2 separate regions of the Mus musculus genome follow, and region 1 is linked to region 2. The links are chromatin contacts, called in public Hi-C maps. All regions are on one chromosome and are shown on one strand. Each heading gives the region's core, a stretch centred on a gene start, on an enhancer-like site or on the middle of the called end of the contact. The rest is flanking DNA. Distances are from core to core; before and after follow the strand shown. Region 1 has its middle 16 kb from the start of Cux1. Region 2 overlaps Cux1 (cut-like homeobox 1).

The links. A called contact is a pair of places that touch in the nucleus more often than the background predicts.
Region 1: a contact with region 2 is called in a Hi-C map of bone marrow-derived macrophages, with 15 read pairs. The contact joins two enhancer-like sites. A contact is called at or near these places in 1 of 484 Hi-C or Micro-C datasets (bone marrow-derived macrophages) and 3 of 9 other capture datasets (adipose tissue, embryonic stem cells and liver).

Annotation. Positions count from the first base shown.
Region 1 is chr5:136,581,627-136,585,351 of GRCm38.p6, reverse strand. No RefSeq gene overlaps it. Among named protein-coding and RNA genes, the nearest start is that of Cux1, 16 kb to the right of the region's middle. Within about 2 kb of position 1,486, at least 61 of the 459 cell types and tissues checked have an H3K27ac peak or open chromatin away from gene starts, as enhancers often do. A contact at or near this core is called in bone marrow-derived macrophages, where this site is marked.
Region 2 is chr5:136,353,272-136,357,403 of GRCm38.p6, reverse strand. The region is part of intron 8 of Cux1 (cut-like homeobox 1); the gene reads left to right. Among named protein-coding and RNA genes, the nearest start is that of Mir721, 20 kb to the left of the region's middle. Within about 2 kb of position 1,418, at least 16 of the 459 cell types and tissues checked have an H3K27ac peak or open chromatin away from gene starts, as enhancers often do. A contact at or near this core is called in bone marrow-derived macrophages, where this site is marked.

The sequences.
Region 1 (3,725 bases), core at 237-2,736, 230 kb before region 2:
AATACAAAGGTTTCATAAAAATTTTCCGGGCTATCTTTGCGTTTACTCTGTAGTCCAGGTCGTCCTTGGGGTTGCTATTCTGTTAGCCTCTTGAGTACATAGAATGACAAGACTTTGCCACTAGGCCTGTCTTTATCATGTATGAATGGATGGCTTGCCAGGGAAGCTTAACCTCCCAGGCTAGAGCTTGCTGGCTAGACAGCTAGCCGGGAGGAGGCAGGAAGTTCCCGTCTGATTTCCACAGTGTTTTTGAAGTGCCGGCTGTCCTTTGGAGCTGCTTGCCTCCTGGATGGTTGTTGCAATCTTGGCCTCGGGACACAAAACAAGGAGCACTCAGTTGCCTGGTGGGATGTGAGGTGGTAGGTGGGAAGACTGGTTTATTAGGCTTCTGGGTCTTTGGACTTGGAGCAGCTTTGGTGAATCACTGGACCTCTGGGGAGTTGGGGAGGTGAGAGTCCAGAGGCTTAGGAATCTGGGAAAGACAAGTCCATTGCCATGGTTACAGCCAAGCCCAGTGCACCAAAGGGTGTGTGTATGGAGGAGGAGTCAGGACAAGACACTTCTGCTCAAACAAGGAGGGGAGGTTGTCCAGGAAGTCCACTTGAACCTCTGTGATTTACTCTTAACTTACAGGATATTAAAGGGACCTTGACTCAGAGCCCTCTAGCCAGACTGAAAACTACCTATGACCTGAAAAGGCTTTTTCATGAGTGACAAAACTAGCTTACCAGCAGTTTCCCCTGAGGTCAAAAAAGCTGCAGGCTTCTGTTGATTTCATCACCATCCATGAAGGCAGGTGTGTGCGGTCACTTCAGGCCTCTCTGCTCCTTCTTTGTGAGTGGATTGAGAGAGGTGAGAATAGGCAAGAGCCCTGTTCTCATCTAGGAGGCATCTTTTTCTTTTGTCTTCTTCTTCTTTTTTTTTTTTAATTAGGTATTTTCCTCATTTACATTTCCAATGCTATCCCAAAAGTCCCCCATACCCACCCCACCCCCACCCCCTTTTGTCTTCTTAATGTTACTCAGGATGGAACCTAGGGCCGCCCATACAGGATAAGCAAGCATTCTTCCACACACCAGAGAACTATAGGCAGGAGCTCTACCACTGAGCCACGCCCCCAGTCCCTCCCTGGGGGATTCTAGGCAGGTGCTCTACCACTGAGCCACGTCCCCAGCCCCTCCCTGGAGGATTCTAGGCAGGGGCTCTACCACTGAGCCACACCCTACCACTGAACCAGACCCTCAGCCCCATCACTGGGGAAGGGGTTCTAGGCAGGAGAGTGGAGAGTCCTAGACCAGCCTAGGCTATCTCACAAGACCTTGTCTCAAAACACAAAAGTCTGAGCTATGACTATTGTAAGACACATTTGGCCTAGTGAACAAAATTAATTGTTGCTATGACAAAAATTAGGCACAATTAGTGAGCAGACATACTGAAGGAAGGGTGTGGCCAAAGATCCCTTCAGGAATGAGGAAGAAGAAGCAAAACCGAAACTGGCTGAGAGCCAGACAAAGTGGCACTTGCTTGTAATCTCAGCACTCAGGAGGTGGATGCAGGAGGATCAGGAGTGGAGTGTCAGCATGAGTTACAGGAGACCCTATCTCAAACAAGAGTGTCTTGTGCCAGGCCTAAAGCTTTCAGTATAGTAAGTAACTTAATTAATCCTAGCAAAAATCCCACAGGGTCCTTTTGATAATTATGAGGAGGCAGAAGCTGTTTTGTTTTGTTTTATTTTGTTTTGTTTTGTTTTTGACAAGGTCTCATATACTTCAGGGTAGTCTTAAATGCTCTATACAGACAGGATAACCACAACCTCTGTTTAAAAATTAAATTCTTATTTCTGTGGATGCACATGTGTTTGTGAGTATGTGCATCTAAGTGCAGGTTCCTGTGATGGCCAGAGAGGGCGCTGGATCCCTAGGAGCTAGAGTGTAGGTTACTGTGAACAATCTTATAGGAGTATTGGCAACTAAACTGAGATTTTCGCCCAGAGTAAGTGTGCTTAATTGCTGAGCCACCTCTATAGCTTCTGACCTTGAACTCTGGATCATCCTGCCTCTACCCCTGAGTGCTGGGATTATAGACATGCACCATGCTAGGTTTATGCATGTTGTAGATGGAACCAAGGCTTTATTTATGCCTGCTGGGTAAGCAATCTACCAACTAATGCATGGCCGCCCCCACCCCACCCCTTTCTTTTTTATCCCAACATTGGGAATTAAACCTGGGATATTGCATACACTAAGTAAGCTTGATCTATCACTGTGCTACATCCCTAGCCTAGAAACTGTATGCTTTATTTTATATCTATATTCCAGGTGTAGTTGCACACATATTTAATCCTAAGCATTGTGAGGCAGAGGCAGGCTATGAGTTCAAGGTCAACCTGGTCTACATAGCTAGTTCCAGGCCAGCCAGAGCCTCATAGCAAGAGACCCCCAAACATATCAAAACCCTTTACATATTTTTTCCTTTAACTATATTTTATACATATGAGTGTTTTGCCTGTACAAATGTTTATTCACCACATTTGAGTAGTGCCCTTGAAGGCTAGGATGAGGTGTTAGAGCCACTGGGACTGGAGTTACAGACAATTATGAGCCACCAATACGGGTGCTGGGAAATGAAACGGGTCATCAGGAAGAATAACCACTGAGCCACCTCTCCATCCCCCGAGACTGTTCTTAGCTCTTCACTGTTTCACCATCAGTATGGGAAGAGCAGTTTATGTTAAGTTAGTACTGAGGACACTGAGGTAGACCGGTTAGTAACCGATTCAAAGTTACCCAGGGAACACGCTGCCCGCATAGTGTGTGGTTCATGCCCCACCGTTGTTTGTGCCTTCTCAGGGCTCAGAGACACAAGAGCACCGAGCTCTTTTTGCTTCAGCTGCAGCAATAGCTGCAGCAGTAACAACCTGGATTGTTCCAGGGAGCCCGGGTAGGCGGGTTTTTAAGGAGAGGCAGTGACAGGAAATTTGGTCTATTGTTTAAAAGAAGAGGTGCAAACAAGTCCTGGACTTTGAAGTGCTGAATAACAGATTCCTCTGGGAGCAGAAAGGCGAGAAGCTACAAGATTCCTGAGCTGGTGTCAAATGCACCGCTCTGAGGACGACGGGGAAAGGGGGGTGGGGGGGTGGGATGTGGTGACCTTAGGAGAAACTGGGGCAGGATTTGAGACAAATGGATCTTAAATAAATCAGGCTGCATCAGAGGACAAGGAAGGAATATGGGGCCACTTTTTCTCCCCCACCCTTTTTCTTTAGGAAGCTCGTTTTTGAAGAAAAAGAGTGTGCAACTCAGGGAGTGGGACGCTCCCTAGTAAAACACAGAGCGATTCCAAAAGCAAATAGAACCAGACTTTGCCACCCGCTCCGACTCAGGTGGTAATAAAACTGGTGATCTGATCAACCGTAGCTTGTGTAAACTGATCCTGACTCCCACTCACGAGCCCGTATTAAATTGAGGAATGCTGAAAAGCAGAGATACCCGTTTGAAATTAGTTCCAATTGGTTCCCTAAACTGCCCGCCTTGAACTCCCATATCTGCGACCCCTCCCTTCTCAAGGTGGAAGCCAGAGTAGGCTAGTTAATCAGATTCTCCCACCCTTGCCAGACAGTCCATTAAATCAGACTCCCCTTGCGTGAGGAAGAGCGAACCTTGGGCAATTATTAAGTAGATTCTCAATGACGACTAGGAAAACAGCCTCTTCCAGCCGTCTAGATT
Region 2 (4,132 bases), core at 169-2,668:
TAATTAGCCTTTATGCACAGAACAAGGCCCCATTGATGAGTACAGCTGGTCTTTGTTTGGTCCCATCACTGAGAGTGGGAGGTAAAGTGTTCTTCTTCATGTTTATTAATGCAAGATTCCGTAGACAAATGGCAAGCACAGTTTAATATTTGTTGGAACACAGGGGGGCTTGCCAAACAGTTGTTGTGTGAGCGGATTGCAGGCCCTCACATTATAACCATTGCTGGGTTAAATAAATGCATTATTTCTGCCTTTTTTTTTTTAATGTATCTCCTTCTCAAAGGGTCACCTTGAAGTTTCATTCTCCCTGTGTCCCATGGCAAATGCACATGTAGCACCTTAAGGACCTTAAAGTGACATCTTAGGAAGTCTGTCAGCATGTATTTTACTGTTCTCACGGTTCCCTGGGGCTGTCTTCAGCAGGCAATGGCCATCACCCTGAGAGGGGCCTGGTGGCTCACACTGCCACCCACTTCTCTCCACCTCTGTTGCATAGTTGCATGCTTCTTAAAAACCGTGTGTGTGTGTGTGTGTGTGTGTGTGTGTGTGTGTGTGTGTTTGTACACTATATTGTGGTGCACACATAAAGGTCAGAGGACAACCACTTCTCTCCTTCTACCATGTGGAGCCCAGGGATGGATCTCAGGTCACCAGGCTTGGCAGAAAAGCACTTTTATCCACCAAGCTTTCTACCCAGCCCTAGGCTTTTTATTTCCGTTTTCCCTCCACAGTGGACCCAGGGTGGAGGAGGAGGGCCACGGAACACTTTGCAGACCACCAGGGCAGATTCAGTGCAAAGCAAGTTTAAATTGTGATGAAATGCTCTATCCCTTCTAGCTAAGCCACCTTAGCTAGAAGGGTGTGGCTTGGTTGCTGGAGTCCTTGCCTACCTAGTTCGCAAGTGTGAAGGAAGCCCTGGATTTAATCACTATCACTCAGGAGGTTAAGGCTGGGAGAGATCACAGGTTAAAAACAAAGTAGTCCGAACTACAAAGCAACTTTGAGGCCAGCCTGGGCTATGTAAAGTCCTATCTCAGAAAACTAAAACAAAATCAATCTCGTAAGAAAGATGATTATAGCATAATAGAGTGTATGCCCGATGTATTCAAGGCGCTCGGTTCAGGGAAAGAAGAGAGAGAAGACTGAATCCTAAGGCAAACATAATCTTTCTATATCTAAGGTTACTCTAAGTTACTCCCAAACTTTCCTACCAGAAAATGTCGTATTTCTTAATACTTCTGCATGTTGTATTCTTCACCTCTGCTTGTCTTTAAGAAAAGACATTATGTATGCAAATGCTCCCATAATACATTACAAAAGCAACATTGATGAAGAAATGCTGTGTTGTTTGTACAGTTTATGACAAGCGTGTATCACACCCTGCAGCAGGCTCTGAAAAAGACAAGACTTCCTGTTAGTAGCTGATTGCTCAGAGAACTCCAACTCTGATTTGCAGGCCTGGGGACCTCTGTGCTCCAGCAGAGGACAGGAGGCAGGAATTGAAAGAGGAAGCCAGAGGCTCCTGGCATAACTGTCCCATGGGAAGTATGAGTGGCATGCTGGTGAACAGAGGAGGCAGCAGCCTGTGTATAGATGTGTCTGAACTATTACATGGTGGATTTTCAAATGTCACCACACTTGCTGTTTGTGGCAGTCCTTGAGAAAGCCTGTACTATGTTAACTGCATGAATGAGGTGTGGACAGGCAGCACCCAAGCAGGCTGCTGCCTCCTCCTCTCAGCTTGAAGTAAAGTACTGTTGCATGCTTAGTGCCCAAGGAGTCCAGTGCGGAGCATCAAATCCTCCGCAGCTAGAGACACAGATGGGTGTTTGCTGCCATGTATCTACTGGGAACTGAGCCTGGGTCCTCTGAAGAGTGACCGATACTCTTAACTGCTGAGCCATCTCTCCAGCTGCCACACCTTTTGTTTGCTTGCTTGTTGGTTTATCAGTGGTATTTTGAGACAGGTCTCACTGAGTAGCCTTGGCCAGCCTGGAACTCACTGTGTAAACCGGGTCTTAGACTCGTGAAGATCCACCTAACTTTGCCTCTGCCTCCTGAATGCTGGGATTAAAAACATAAACATACACTGCACATCCAGCCTTTGCCACGTGGGAAGGCACCTCATTCTGTAGCTCAGACTGGCCCTGAACTTTACGTAGCCAAGGCTGGCTGTGATACTCCTTATACATATACCTCAGTAAATTTGGGAAGACCAAAGGGAGGTCCTGAAACCTCAGCAGCACTCTCTCCCTGTCACTTTAAGAAGGTAATTGTTTTCCATCTTTCTCATGAGTCATCAGTTTCCAATGTGAGTTGCTGTAATTATCTTGGTTGGATTAATTTCCCTAAAAACAGAGAAGCAAATTCTGTCTAATTTTTGAGGATTTGGGCCTGAATAAGAGTTCAGTGGGAACAATCTTATTTCCAGAGGCGTTAGTGCACTTGGTAGGGTTCCATCCTTGCTTCACATCTAAAACTCAGTGTTGGAGCGTCGCCAGGGGCTTTCCTGTTCCAGTCTCCTCGGGGGGGGACTAGAAAGAAGAGGCTGGCTTTGTGTGTCCAAACGCAGTAGACACTTGATTATTACTCTGTGCATGCGTGTGTGTGTGTGTTTGAATACAAGCCTGTGCCTTTGTATAAAGATGCACATGTGTAGGTACATATAGAGGTTAGAAAACAACCTCTCTGTCTTTCCTCAGGTGACCACCACATACACACACACACACACACACCTTTTTTTTTTTTTTTTTCAAACAAAGCCCTTTAATACCCTGGAACTCACCAAGGGAGCTAGACTATCTGGACTACAGGGCGAGTCTCTGTCTGCTTCCCAGAGCTAGGAATTCAAGTGCACACCACTGGGCTCAACCTTTTCTTATCATAGGTTCTGGGTGTTTTACTTGGTCCTCATATTGGAACAGCAAGATGTTTACCAACTGAAGCATCTTCCCAGCTTGAACTCTGTCTACATTTTGAAATTTGAATTAGTTGCCTTTTAGGTGCTGGTACTATGGGGACCAAAAGTTTCATGGTCAAACTATTCCACAGCTGTTAACACCTTAATAAACATGTCCCTTGAAGTTTACTTTGGAAGCCAGGCTGTGAACACCTTTAATCTTAGCACTCCAGAGACAGAGGCTAATGGGACTCTGAGTTCAAGGTCAACTTGGTCTACATAGGAATTCCATGATGGTGTTACCCCTGTGCAGGTAGTTGTATAAGAAAGCAGGCTAAGCAAGCCAGTAAGCAGTATTCCTCAGTGGTTCCTGCCTTGAGGTCCTGCCCTGACTACCCTTCAGAATGTACTATAAGCTGTGAAATGAAATAAATCCTGTCCTAGCCAAGTTGTTCTTGGTCACAGTAACAGAGAAGCAAACTAACATAGTCAGTAATCCCACAGTCACTATAATTTAGTGTAGATATGCCATATTTGTGCAGGCCCCATGTGTTAAAGTGTGAACAATTCATTCAGTGTATGAGCCACTCCTAGCTCACTGTGACTGATTCTGTGGGGGCAGGACGATGTGCAGAAGACCCAGTATTTGGTGTCCAGGTGAGCTCCAAATGCAAATGTCTTGGAGAATTCAGGTCTTCTGGGCTGGTTACATTCTTTATTTAAAGAGAGATACTGGACACTTAGATACCCACCAAGGACAAAAAGGGTCCTCATTCTAAGATAGCATGTAAGAAACTTTGTAGGCACATGCATGTGTATTTGTGCATGCTTGTGGAGGCAGAGGACACTACCTCAGTTGCTCAGAAATCATCCACACTGGTTTTTGAGACAGGGTCTCTCAGAGGTCTGGAGCTCTGTCAGCAAGCCCTTGGAATCCACCGTCTACATCTCCCCCGCACTTGAGAAACTTTTAGGAAGCAGAATGAAATGTTTCCTATAGGAAAGCCAGTGTAGAGCCAGATAATTGAGCTCATTGTTTTCCTTCACGGCTTGTTTGCCCTTTCATTCTCTTCCTAAGGTGCTAGATGTTGAGGAATGTCTCCATTTGCCAGAAAGACAGTGGGGTGTCTCATATTTCCCCGCCAGACCGCCAGTTCTGAAGCGAGCCTGCAGAATGAATTTTTAATGCTGAATGTTATGGCATCGCTCCTGCAACCAGCCGCATTGCTCTCC